Regions from separate parts of the Triticum aestivum genome. Here region 1 is linked to region 2. A link is a contact called in public HiCAR-type data. All regions are on one chromosome and are shown on one strand. The core of a region is the stretch at or near the end of the contact, and the rest is flanking DNA. Distances in the headings are between cores, read along the strand shown. Region 1 holds the start of LOC123084765 (transcription factor ILI6). Region 2 holds the start of LOC123084764 (F-box/kelch-repeat protein SKIP11).

Evidence for each region. HiCAR-type assays count read pairs that join an accessible place to other places.
Region 1: a contact with region 2 is called in a HiCAR-type map of leaf, with 9 times the contacts expected there. The contact joins the promoter of LOC123084765 here to the promoter of LOC123084764 in region 2. A contact is called at or near these places in 3 of 5 Hi-C or Micro-C datasets (all in leaf) and 1 of 1 datasets of contacts at active chromatin or transcription factors (leaf).

The regions. Positions count from the first base shown.
Region 1 is chr4A:10,877,210-10,884,267 of IWGSC CS RefSeq v2.1, forward strand. It overlaps LOC123084765 (transcription factor ILI6), which reads left to right and starts at 3,577. Exons shown (of 5, transcript XM_044506263.1): 1 at 3,577-3,858.
Region 2 is chr4A:10,590,228-10,596,953 of IWGSC CS RefSeq v2.1, forward strand. LOC123084764 (F-box/kelch-repeat protein SKIP11) reads right to left here and starts at 1,258. Exons shown (of 2, transcript XM_044506260.1): 1 at 1,005-1,258; 2 at 1-456. The coding sequence starts at 337.

The DNA of each region.
Region 1 (7,058 bases), core at 2,327-4,826, 290 kb after region 2:
TGCAACCTCAACGATGTACTGTACTACACAACCAATTGGAATTCTTTTTGAGGGCAGATCCCTTGGTCACTGGGGTTATGATCTCCGTTAGTAGTGCCCACTGGGTTGATTACCCCTGTCAATGCGTGGGATTAAGGGATCTGCCCTAAAAAGAAGTGCCCTCTCCCATCTAGTAGCATGACACCACCAAGTGCAACAAACGCTTTAATCTTTTTTTATCCCCGTTTCCCCCCTTTCCGTTCCTCCTTTGAGGCTCCCGGCCTAAAAATTCCCTCCCCAACTATACCACTGCATACTTTAGCAAATTGGGGCGGGTGATGACAACTTAACCCACCAATGGCCGGGGAATAAATTCTTAAAGCCCAAACTTTCTCGATGGTGGAATCGGGGGAAAAGAAAGAACGAACGAAAGAAAGAGAGCCTGAGGGGAAAAGGAATTAATAAAAGAGGCACAAATGCACGCAGCATATATCCGCCGGTCGCTTACCACGGAAGAATCAACGGAGGAATATGATTTCATTTCCTCCCCGGCCGTGTCAATGCGTAGAAAATTGCGGCACCGTGGAATCAACCCACAGTGTCAAGAGATAGAGCCGTGTCACGACCAAACTCCGTTCGTCTTCTATTTGACCCTGCTACAGAACAAACGAACGATTCCGACGGCGTTCGAAAAACAAACAAACGATTCCAACGTGGGCGCCTGATTTTGACACGGGATAAATATACTACTCGTATTTGTATATGCAGCCGGCCCCGGCCAGTACCACAGCTACGGCTACCAATATGGCACTACTGTAGTTTTCTAGCTATATAGGTAGGAGAATGGTACGCGAGTAGGTTGGGCTGGGCTGGGTTCAAAGCCAAAGAAAAAGACTGTAGCGCTATAGGGCTGTGCGTGCGTGCGTACGCGCTGCGAGTGGCGACAAGGCCTCGCTAGGTAGAGGCAGAAGAAGTGGGAACGGAGGCGCTGCAGGGTGAGAGAGGCGAGCGGCCCCATGGACGGCGGCACGTGCACGTACGATGGGTAGATCGGCCTCGGTGGTGTGGCGTGAGCTGTGCGCCTGTGACCACCCACCCTCTCTCTCTCTCTAATAAAGCGACTTATTTGGCTTGAGGAGCTCACATGTATGTACGCCTAACTAACCGCCCGGCTATGTGTGCGATGCGATGCGACGTGATATTTTCTTTCTACGCAAGCATGTTCAAGGCCCACCTGATCTCGCTATCCTTCCACCACACCTGGCGGCAGCGAGCGGGCCCAATGATTTCATTGCGCTGCATGCTCATGCTCATGCGTGCACGCGGTGGCGGCTTCTTCTTGCGTTTGCGTTTGCGTTTGCGTTTGCTGGCAGGGCAGAGGCTCGGATTAAATGTCACTTCAAGGGAAGGGGAGGGCTTGCTTTTCATTGAGCGATCCGTGCAAGACTGGTGAACACCACCACGCCAAGGGAGTAGGAGTGGTACTACTAGTACGATTCGCTCGATCCATAGGCTGGCTTTTCGGGGGAGTTTAGCTTAGCTACCTTCCTTGCCCTTGCCTTCTGTTTGAAGCCACCCTTGACCTAAAATTATTCAATGCATCTCAGGCCGGTACTACGTACTACTCCTGTGTGGAGTACTATAGTACTGTGTGGAGTGTGGAGTAGATATATAAAATCTGTTTTACTTTCCCTTTGGTGAACCGATCAGCCACGAACAGGCCCCAACCATTCATTTTTCAAAGACGGCCGTTTGTCGATCGAGATCGTCGTCGGCCTTCACCGACGCAACGCTCCAGCGGGCCGCCGGTGTGCACGGCGGGGTCGATCGTGACAGATAGAAGAAGAAAATGCCGTAAAAAAATTTAGAAGAAGAAAAAACGACACTGACACTTTTTTGTACTACGTATCAAAAGTGGCTGGCGAGGAAATGATAATGGGCCAGGCCAGTCCGGAGGCGCCGCTTCCCACCAGCCTAGCTAGAAAACTCTGGTCGTGTACGTTGGCGTCGCGCCGGCCGCCGCCGCCGCCGCCGCGTGACCTTTTTTCCTCCCACCGCGGCCCACCCCTGTCCAATCCGTCGCCGTATACGCGCACGCACGTACGTAGAGGCGCGGTGACTGATGTGCCGGCGCGGTTGGTCCAGGTGTCGATATCCATCCAACCGTCGCGTGGGTGTCCATTCCGTTGATGTGGTCCGCCCCCGCCCGCCCGCCGCCGCGCCCACACGGCCAGCACACGCGATCGGAGCGGTCGATACGGCGGCCGGCGACGCCGACGCGTTTGGTTGGGTTCGGTTAGGTTTGTCTTCCCATGCCGATGGCTCGAGCCGGTCAATCCAATCGTCCTGTCGTCACCTCACCGCCGATGGGGACGTCGTACCGAACCCACCCCACCCCGCCCCACCCAGATCGATCCATCCGCTCGCCAACGCAGAATAATTCATGCAGTACGATACGAGTGGTAGTAGTACGTGGACTCTGCCTCTCTTCAGGAAAACTACCTGTACTGCTACCACCACCACCACCACCGCGGTACCACCCACCACACCGCCCTTGCTGTTCTCCCCCGGGCCGGGCCCCGGCGAAGATCGACACGGACGGGCAGAGCGGGTAGGGTTGCGCGGTACGCCCTGCGATGCTGATCCGCTGATGCGGGCAGGGGCGTGGCTGGCTCTGAAACCCTCGGCTCTCATGTGCATGCGTGCGTGCGTCCTCTCCTCTGGCTCGCAGATCGGAGGAAATGCAACGGCTGGGCAGACGGATTCAATGGGGTTGGTCGCTCCTCCCTGAATCTTGATGGGCTAGCATGCCCATGGCCCATGGCCGGGGTGTGGTCCTGGAAACAAACGTAGCGGAGATGTGTGAGCGCGAGCCCGTGGACCGGCAATAAAGGCGCGTGTACCGCCACTACCACTCTGCTGTCTGTTTGCTTCGGCCCGCCTGCAGCTGCGCTCCTCGCCTGGCAGCAGCTGATGATGATACAGAGAGAGTACTGGCACGGCCACACCGACGCCGTCTTGGACGGTAGCTCGACCCGTCTGAGTCATTGTGCGTGTTCTGACGTGGAGTACGCACGCAGCGCACACGAGGCGTGACGAGGTCGCTGGATGGCGTTGGCGCCTGGTCATGTGGCCGGGCTGGCGCCCAACTGGGCTGGACAGGGAGAGGGACTGCCGGCGCTGGGTTCACGACGAAAACGATCGGGATTCATCTGCTGGCGCTTTTCGCTGCCTGCGCGCACGGCCGTGGCTGCACGCCCGCCGCCGTCTCCGTCCGTCCGTTGGAGGGATGGGGACGCACGCACGCACGTACGTACCCCGTGTGGTGCGACGGCGGTTGGGTGGGTGGGTGGGTGGTTGGGGCGTGGCTCTTGCCTGGTCGCGTTCGCGTCCCACGCGGCTGCGGTCTCCGGCGCCAGCCGCGTGCCGCGATGGGCTGCGTTGAATCCGTCAGCCCCCCTCAAAAAAAAAAAAGAGAATCCGTCAGCCCAAGCTCCCTCACGCACACACGCGACCGGGCCGCGCCTACGAGCTATAATGCTATGGGTTGCCCATTTCGCCGATTAAAGGCCCATCTTTAATTTGCCTTTAAACTGAACCTTAACGGCCGTCACAAAGCACCTTACCGGCCCATCGAGCTAAGGAATTCAGCCCAGTTTAGCCCAGTTGAAGCCGGCACGCTCCCCACCCCTGGCTTCGTCTCGGCGGAGGGGCGTTGGTGCCGCCGCGCCCAGATCGCCTCCGCAGTTCCGCTCCCTCTCTTCGCTTGTCTCTCTGCCCCTCTGCCGCGAGTGGCGTTCTGTCTCGGTCCTATCCAATGGCGCGACCTCCCGCCGCCATCTCCCCCAAAATGTCGCCATCTCCCGCTAGGGTTTCGCTGTAAGTTCCCCCCTTCGCGCAATCTGGTGTTCTTATAAATCGGTGCCCTGCTTTTATTACGGTGGTAAGATATATTTTGCCGCCTAGGATTTAGCTTACTTTTGTGTTTCGCTCGCTAGAGCTACGCCTGTGCTCGCTATCATCAAATAGTCAATGCTGATAATTATGCTGCGGTTACCATTTCCTCGAAATGCTGTTGCTGCGCTTGGATAATTCCATGCCTAGGTGCTTAGGTGGTTGCATTAATGGCCTATGTTGGTAGAGACACCCTAATTATCAGGATGTTGATCATGGCATGTGCTATTAATAATACAGAAAGGAATGGAGCCCCCAGACCGCTTCATATATTCAAACTGATAAAAGTTCAGTACGAACAGTGAGATGTCCATCCTCGGAAATCAGAAAGGTCTTCCTTGCTAATCGAACGGATCAAGTGCCCTTTTACAAACTCTGGGTGTGTCCACACAAACAAAGGATTCAGGAAACAAAATAAAATAAAATAAAATTGCAGGGCCAGTTTGATCTTAATTGGTGTTTGCGAATGATTGCTTGATCCAACTTCAAAAAGGCTTTCATGTTGTATTAGTGCATTTGTATATCAAATACCTTTTTGTTCGCTAGGGAATCATGTGTTGATGCACTTTTAGTGAGATACGGGCCAGAATGATATATAGTACGAAGCGGAGACTAATCGATATATTCAGACTACCTACCTTTATTGAGGGATGATGTGGAGTGACAGAGTAGGAAACAAAAACTAAATGAGACCGTATAGTTTCTTTATTACTAACCTTACCGTGTGAATTCTGGTTCTGCAAGTGCTATGTGTTTTAACCATGGAAAGATTTAACTATGTTGCTCTAGAGTCTAGATGTTGGGCTGGTACATTTAGCTGAATATTACTTAAGAAGCTATTAGATTGGTAGGTTTAGCTACTGATTTGGAACCTCCCTGACCTGCAGTAGGAAGCTACCACGTGGGTAGATTCAGCTACTGAAACCTCCACTGACCTGCACTATAGATTGCATTTAACAGTGCTGTTGAACCTGCGGTTTAGATCACGGGTTCAGGGAACTTCTTTCTTGTAAACAAATGTAAAGGTTCATTTACTAGTTATCCAATCATTGAGAATCAAGCTTCTCTGATTTTGAATATGAATATGTGGTAGGTTTCGTGTAAAGGGGAGCTTGTTTGCATGCAGACATACATTATGCTGCAATTATGTCTCAACAAATTTTACCCACTCACAAAACAACATTTGGGACTACCAATGCCATGGCTACAGTATCCCTCTAAACAACACTTCTGTACTTGTTAAATTACTCGAATGTAACTATCCCCCATTTTCTGGAACCAACAATTTTCACATCTATGATCCATAACTAAAAATGCATTAGTAAACTGCAGGGCCATGCTAGGAAATCGGAAAGGTCTTCCTTGGTATGGATGGACCAAGTGCCCCTTCCAAACTCTGGGTGTGTCCACACGAACAAAGCAGTCAAGAAATTTGATATGTCAATTGCAGGGCCAGTTTGATCTTAATCGATGTTTGCAAATCATTGCTTGGTCCAACTCCAAAAAGGCTTCCGTCTTCTATGAGTTCATTTGTATATGATCCGCCTTTTTGTTCGTTAGGGAATCATGTTTTGATGCACCTTTAATGAGATACAGGGCATTATGATATATAGTAGGAAGCGAAGACTAAATGATATATTCAGACTACCTACCTTTGTTTGAGAGATGCGACAGAGTGACAGAGTAGGAAGCAAAAACTTGATGATATATTCAGACGGCCTAGTTTCTTTGTTACTAACATTACTGTGTGAATTCTAGTTCTGCAAGTGCTATGTGTTTTAACCATGGAAAGATTTAACTATGTTGCTCTAGAGTCTAGATTCTGGGCTCGTGCTTTTATCTCTATGTTAACTAAGAAGCTATTACATTGGTAAATTTAGCTACTGATCTGGAACCTCCCATGACCTTCAGTAAGTAGCTACTACATAAGTCGATTCAGCTACTGAAACCTCCAGTAACCTGCAGTATAGGTTACATTTAACGATGCTGTTGAACCAGCAGTATAGATCATTTCTTGTAAACAAACGTAAAGGTTCATTTACTAGTTATCCAATCATTGAGAATCAAGCTTCTCTGGTTTTGAATCTGAATATGTGGTAGGTTTTGTGTAAAAGGGAGCTTGTTTGTGTGCAGACAGACATTACGCTACACATAGGCTGCAATTATCTCAACGAATTTTCATTCTCTTCTACTCTATTCAGCCTGTACTACCACTCACAAAACAATATTTGGGACTACCAATGCCATGGTTACAGTATCCGTCTAAACAACTTTTGTACTTGATAAATCACCCAAATGTAACTATCACCCGTTCTCTGGAACCAACAATTTTCACATCTCTGATCCATAACTAAATATGTGTTAGTAAACTGAAATGCATGGCTTGGTGAAAACGATTCTTGAATATAGATTCACCTGTTGAACTAGAATTCTCAATCTTGGACCTCTTGATAAACATGAAACCAAATAGATTTTCTAGTCTAGCTATATTTTGCTGTTTTTTTTTAGAAATTTTGTTGCATCAACCCAGTAGCTATAAGCCTATAATCATGTTTACTAGATTGAGTAATAAATTATTGAAGGATACACACATATTTACTGATTAAGTATTTTAGCATGTAAAATATGTATACTGATCGCATCAGAACCGGAAATTGTAACCAAATACTTCAAAGATGTTTGCATATTGATCGCAGATGCAATTTTCTTACTGCTTCTGGAGAAGAACTTTTACCAAGTATTAAGTATGAACCCTTCTGTGTGTGTGAGTTATGATGTAATCTATTTACCTAGCAAAAATAAACTTAAACGGATGAGAGTCGTGGCTCCAATTATTTATGGCCCCCCTTGCCTAATACGTAAACCTTGGCAAAACAACAAAATAATATTAACATATGTGGTGTCAGCACAGGTGCATACTTCATTGTTTATCGTTTTCCTCTAAAAATTGTAATGTGGTTGGAAAGAGTGCGATTTCTGGACACCCCCCCCCCCCCCCGGTACATGCATTTTTGCACGCTTGTTTTTATCAAGAACAACATGCACTTTTGCACGCTTAATTTTATCTGGTCCATCCTAGTTTGGATATTTGAGTTTATGCTCATGTCGTTGGAGAAACTAACATT
Region 2 (6,726 bases), core at 8-2,507:
TGGAGAGCCGGAGCAGGCAGTTGATGGAGAGGTCCCGGCCAATCTCGCCAATGAGATTGGCCCCAGAGCCTTGCTGTTCCCCTCCGCCGCTGCCTGAGGAGGCATGGCGGCTGGAGCCGTGGCTCTCGGTGATGTCCGGCGTGTGCGGCTGCGGGGAAGGCGACTTGCTGCGCTTCCCGCTGCTGCCGCCGGCGTCTACCTCCTCCATGTCCTCCGCGCCGAAGTCCTCCGGCGCGGAGCGCTTGGTGCCGCTGAGGAGGAACGCCCAGTCGGAGTCCGGGTCGCAGTAGCTGGGCAGGGAGCGCGAGACGAGGCAGGATTTGCCCTCCAGCATCATGGCTTCTCCTCCCCCTCCCTTTGCTCGCTGCTCCCGGACGACGGCTTATTATCCTCTCGGATAAGATTGATCCGGAAAGGGAGAAATCTGGGCGTGCTCGCTGATCTCCTAGCCGCGATCTGCAACAATAATGGAATGGAATTAACAGGGGAGGGGAGGGAGGAAAGTAAGCGCGGAGGAAATCGGCGAGAAGAAACGGATCAGGAACAGGGGCATTTGAGATCTGAGAGGGGCGCGTGAAGAAAACAAGGCGTAAAAATCGAATCTTCCGGCGAGAACCCAGCCGATCCGCCGCCCCCCCCCCCCCCCCCCCCCCCCCCAACCAAATCTTCCCTCCACCCTCCGCGGCGGCCCCGCCGGGCGACCCGAATCCAGGCGGAGAAGCAGGGGTCCAATCCAGTCCAACCCAATCCAACAGAAAAAGGAAGAACACGCGCGGGAGGGGCAAGAAAGAATCACCTAACAACAAGAAGAACAAATCGAACCCATGGCAAGATCACGCGCGGGCCCGCCCGAGGAAATCCGGACTGGAAGATCGCGGCCGGCGGCCCAATCAGCGCGCCCCCATGGCCGCGGCGCCCGAGAAATCCCCTCCCCCCACCACCAACTCCTACCAGATGCGCGAGCGAGCGAGCGAGCAAGGAAGCGAGCGAGGATGGATTTATACCTGTAGAGAGAGATAGATGGATGGCTCTATCTACTGCTGCCACTTGGTTACAACTGCCCCTTCTAATGCTTCTGGCCCTGCTGCAGCCCTCTGCCGCTGCCCCTCGCCCCCCGCCTCTCTCTCCTCTCTTGTAGTCCTCCTCCCCTCCCTCGCCTAGAGTGTGCGCCCTGCCCTCCTCCCTCCCCCGCCCCCCTCTCGTGCGCGGTACTACTTGGGGAATTGGGATTCGCCTCTCGCTTTATTTCTTTCCCTTTTTATTCCCCCGTTTTTTCCCCCTCCCCCGGCGCCTTTCCCCTCCGTCTGTTTTGGCTCGTCGGAATTGGAAACCGGGCAGGCCGCAGAAATAGAAAAATGCCCCAGCGGCCACCGGCCAGCTCACCTGAAGCTGAGGTGGACTCACTCCCTCTCCCTCCCACTCTCTCTGCCTGTACGCCCACACGTCTCCCGCGTATCTATCTATCTTTTCCTCCCCCCCCTCGCTCGCTCGGTCGCCGCCCCCTGCCTGCCTCATCTGATTGGCAGCAGTATAAAATTATCCCTTCGCCTCGTGAAACAATTTTCTTTCTTTCTTTGTTGCTGTCCTTGTCCCGGCCTGAGGGGCTATTTGCTCGTCGTTTGCACGGGCCGTTTGCGCCAGCCGACCTCGGGGTCGCTTTGGTTATTTGCTAGGACAAGTGTGCTTATTGTAATGGCATATGCGTTTGTCTTGTGAGATGCTGAGCTTATCTACACTTCTTTTGAAAATGCATCAGCTCTGGTGAGCTTGGAGGATCTTGTAGTATGGTGTGGGATGACAACTCTTTTTTTCGGATGGCAAGTTTCAGTTCTTTTTTTAGTTTTGTTTTTTTCTGTTCGGATGACAACTTTAGTTGTAGAAACGTTAGGGTGGGGTTGCTTGGTATCACACGTGTGGCACTTATCATTTAGGTAATTTTAGGAGGCACCCAAACTAACTACTCGAGCTCACACGTAAACCAGGTTGCTTTAGCGCCGTTTTGGCATGACGGTTCTTATTTTGGAACAGGTCCAACATCTCCGTGAGTGACATGTGCGCTAGAGTGCTCGACCCGAGTGACATGTACTCCTTCTATAAAGAAAAAAATTAGCTGGTTAATTACTGCCAAAGAAACAATTGAAAAATCGAAAAGGATAGCCTCGCTTGTTAAGATAATCAAGAGCGACCCCACGAGAAGCCCTACACATGCTTGTTAGCTCGTGCAAATACAGAACACAATGAATGTAATGATTGTGGGCGTTCTCAAAAACGTTTCTTCAATGTCCTCCGTCATGGTCGCCGAGATAAATGGGGAAGCTTCTATATGAGTTTTTGACTGGCACAAAGCATTTGAAATCGATCATACCATGAGAGGAGCCCTTTTCCCTGTATTCCCATCATCGGATATGTCATGTAAACTTAATTAATGAGAAGAGACAAAGCTTTTGTGCACGTTTAAAATAAAAAATGTAAGTTAGGAGCATGTAGTGTTCTCGAGGGGATTACCTTGTTGACATAAAACGCATGAGCTGGTGCATGTGTGGTGTGGAATCTTATACGACGATGACTGTTACACAAAACTACAAACAAACATATGTACAATTGATTTATGTACCTTGAACAAAAAGGGATCACTTGCACTAAAAAGTATAATAGGATGCACCGAAACTATAGCTTGAACTCGCAAGCCAAAATGCTTTCCCCCTTGGCCCTATTGGGTGATTGGCAACGCTATTCCCCTGTCTTGGCCTGAGAGGCTATTTGTCCGTCATTTGCACAGCCGTATGTACCAGCTCGAGGTCGGTTTAGCCAACTTGGTTATTTGCTATGACAAGTGTACTTATTGTACTGGTATTCGTTTTGTCTTCTCATGCTGAGTTTGTGTCGTACTCCCTCCGATCTAAAAACTTTTATATTTCTTTACAGAGGGAGTACTTATCTAGGTTTCTTTTGAAAACTGCACAAAACTATACAAGAACACTTCTAATTACCTAAAAAATCATCAGCTCTTGTGAGCTAGGAGGATCTTGCAGTGTGGTGTGGGAGCTTATATCACTGTGGATCTTCCAAAACTACAAGAAAATAAACTTAAGAGCAAACCTAATTGATTTATGTGCCTTGGGGGGGGGGGGGGGGGGGATAGTTGCACAACATGTATAATACATTTTAGGATGCACCCAAACTAACAACTCAAGCTCACACACAAGCGAATCAACCTGTGGTTGAGTTGGTTAGGTGGACAGTGGTATCCCCAACCCACCAGGGTTCAAATTCTGGTGCTCGCATTATTCCTGGATTTATTTCAGAATTTCCGGCGATACGCTTTCAGTGGGAGGAGATGTTTCCGTCGACGACGAGGCGCCTACGGTGACTTCGTAAATCTCAAGATGATATGCCGGCTCAGTCTCTCGAGGTGCTCATAGGGGTAGGGTGTGCGTGTGTGCGTTCATAGGGGTGAGTGTATGCGCGTGTATATGAGCGCTTGTGTCTGTACTGATGCTCAAAAAAAAAGCTCACACACAAGCTAAATTGCTTTAGCGCTGTTTTGGCATGACTATTTTTATTTCGGAAAAGGTCAAACATTTGGCGAGTGTATGTGAGCCAAGATGATGGGCCCATGCGGGAATTTAGTGAAATGTAAACATATGTAAAAATTGTGATGCAATTTTTATAAATAAAATAACCATCAGTTGGTTACTTATTGCCAAAAAATAGTTGGAAAATCAAAAGGAATAGCCTCGTTTAAAATAAAATCAAGAGTAGTGGCCAAGGGTCAACTCATTCAAATATGGAACATAATAAATGTAATGAATGTGCGCATTTTCAGAAACATGTGGTGCAATGGTAGACACACAAGGTTGCGTACCTGCCCACCCCTGTCCGAGGACTCACTTCTACCTAACAACGTAAAGTTAAAGGAGGGTGCTTCCCCCTTTAACCACGTTTTTTTAGAAAGGTTTCCTCAGGGTCGCCCATCATCGTCGCCAGGATAAATATGTTGGGGAACGTGGTAATTCAAAAAATTTCCTACGATCACGCAAGATCTATCTACGAGATGCATAGCAACAAGACGGGAGAGTGTGTCCACGTACCCTCGTAGACCGAAAGCGGAAGCGTTTAGTAACGCGGTTGATGTAGTCGAACGTCTTCACGATCCAACCGATCCAAGTACCGAACGTACGGCACCTCCGTGTTCAGCACACGTTCAGCACAATAACGTCCCTCGAGCTCTTGATCCAGTAGAGGGTCGAGGGAGAGTTTCGTCAGCACGACGGTGTGTTGGCAGTGTTGAAGATGTGATCCGCGTAGGGCTTCGCCTAAGCACTACAACAATATGACCGAGGTGGTAAACTGTGGAGGGGGCACCGCATACGGCTAAGACAATTCATGTTGTGCCTTTGGGGTGCCCTCTGCCCATGTATATAAAGGAGGGGGGAGGAGGAGGCCGGCCAAGGGGGAGGTGCGCCAAGGGGGGGGGGAGTCCTACTAGGACTCCAAACCTAATAGGATTCGCCCCCCCTTTCCTTCCAACGGAGAGGGGGAAAGGGGAAAGGAGGGAGAGGGAGAAGGAAAGAGGGGGTCCGTGAAGGAAATATGCCCTAGAGGCAATAATAAAGTTATTATTTATTTCCTTATATCATGATAAATGTTTATTATTCATGCTAGAATTGTATTAACCAGAAACATAATACATGTGTGAATACATAGACAAATAGTATGTCACTAGTATGCCTCTACTTGACTAGCTCGTTGATCAAAGATGGTTATGTTTCCTAACCATAGACATGAGTTGTCATTTGATTAACAGGATCACATCATTAGGAGATGATGTGATTGACTTGACCCATTCCGTTAGCTTAGCACTTGATCGTTTAGTTTGGTGCTAATGCTTTCTTCATGACTTATACATGTTCCTATGACTATGAGATTATGCAACTCCCGTTTACCGGAGGAACACTTTGTGTGATACCAAACATCACAACGTAACTGGGTGATTATAAAGGTGCTCTACAGGTGTCTCCGGAGGTACATATTGGGTTGGCGTATTTCGAGATTAGGATTTGTCACTCCGATTGTCGGAGAGGTATCTCTGGGCCCTCTCGGTAATGCACATCACTTAAGCCTTGCAAGCATTGCAACTAATGAGTTAGTTGCAGGATGATGTATTACGGAATGAGTAAAGAGACTTGCCGATGACGAGATTGAACTAGGTATTGAGATACCGACGATCGAATCTCGGGCAAGTAACATACCGATGACAAAGGGAACAACGTATGTTGTTATGCGGTCTGACCGATAAAGATCTTCGTAGAATATGCGGTTCCGCTATTGGTTATTGACCGGAGACGTGTCTCGGTCATGTCTACATTGTTCTCGAACCCGTAGGGTCCGCATGCTTAAGGTTTTCGATGACAGTTATATTATGAGTTTATGAGTTTTGATGCACCGAAGGAGTTCGGAGTCCCGGATGTGATCACGGACATAACGAGGAGTCTCGAAATAGTCGAGACATAAAGATTGATATATTGGACGACTATATTCGGACACAGGAATGGTTCCGGGAGTTATCGGATATAAAACGGAGTACCGGGGGGTTACCGGAACCCCCCGGGGGTTAATGGGCCCAAAGTGAAGCATAGGAGGGGCGGCCAGGGCAGGCTGCGCGCCCCCTCCCCCTCTAGTCCGAATTGGACAAGGAGGGAGGGGCGGCGCCCCCCTTTCCTTTCTCTCCTCTCTCCCTTCCTCCCCCCTCTCCACGTTCCCCAACAGTGGCATCCGAGCCTAGGTTTTATGTGTTGATGTTGTGCACGAGTAGAACACACGTGAGTTGTGGGCGATATAAGTCATACTGCTTACCATCATGTCATACTTTGGTTCGGTGGTATTGTTGGATGAAGCGGCCCGGACCGACATTACGCGTACGCTTACGGGAGACTGGTTCTACCGACGTGCTTTGCACATAGGTGGCTGGCGGGTGTCAGTTTCTCCAACTTTAGTTGAACCGAGTGTGGCTACGCCCGGTCCTTGCGAAGGTTAAAACAGCACCAACTTGACAAACTATCGTTGTGGTTTTGATGCGTAGGTAAGAACGGTTCTTGCTAAGCCCGTAGCAGCCACGTAAAACTTGCAACAACAAAGTAGAGGACGTCTAACTTGTTTTTGCAGGGCATGTTGTGATGTGATATGGTCAAGACATGATGCTAAATTTTATTGTATGAGATGATCATGTTTTGTAACCGAGTTATCGGCAACTGGCAGGAGCCATATGGTTGTCGCTTTATTGTATGCAATGCAATCGCGCTGTAATGCTTTACTTTATCACTAAGCGGTAGCGATAGTCGTGGAAGCATAAGATTGGCAAGACGACAACGATGCTACAATGGAGATCAAGGTGTCGTGCCGGTGATGATGGTGATCATGATGGTACTTCGAAGATGGAGATCACAAGTACAAGATGATGATGGTCATATCATATCACTTATATTGATTGCATGTGATGTTTATCTTTTATGCATCTTATCTTGCTTTGATTGACGGTAGCATTATAAGATGATCCCTCACTAAATTATTAAAGTATAAGTGTTCTCCCTGAGTATGCATCATTGCGAAAGTTCTTCGTGCTGAGACACCACGTGATGATCGGGTGTGATAGGCTCTACGTTCAAATACAACAGGTGCAAAACAGTTGCACACGCGGAATACTCAGGTTAAACTTGACGAGCCTAG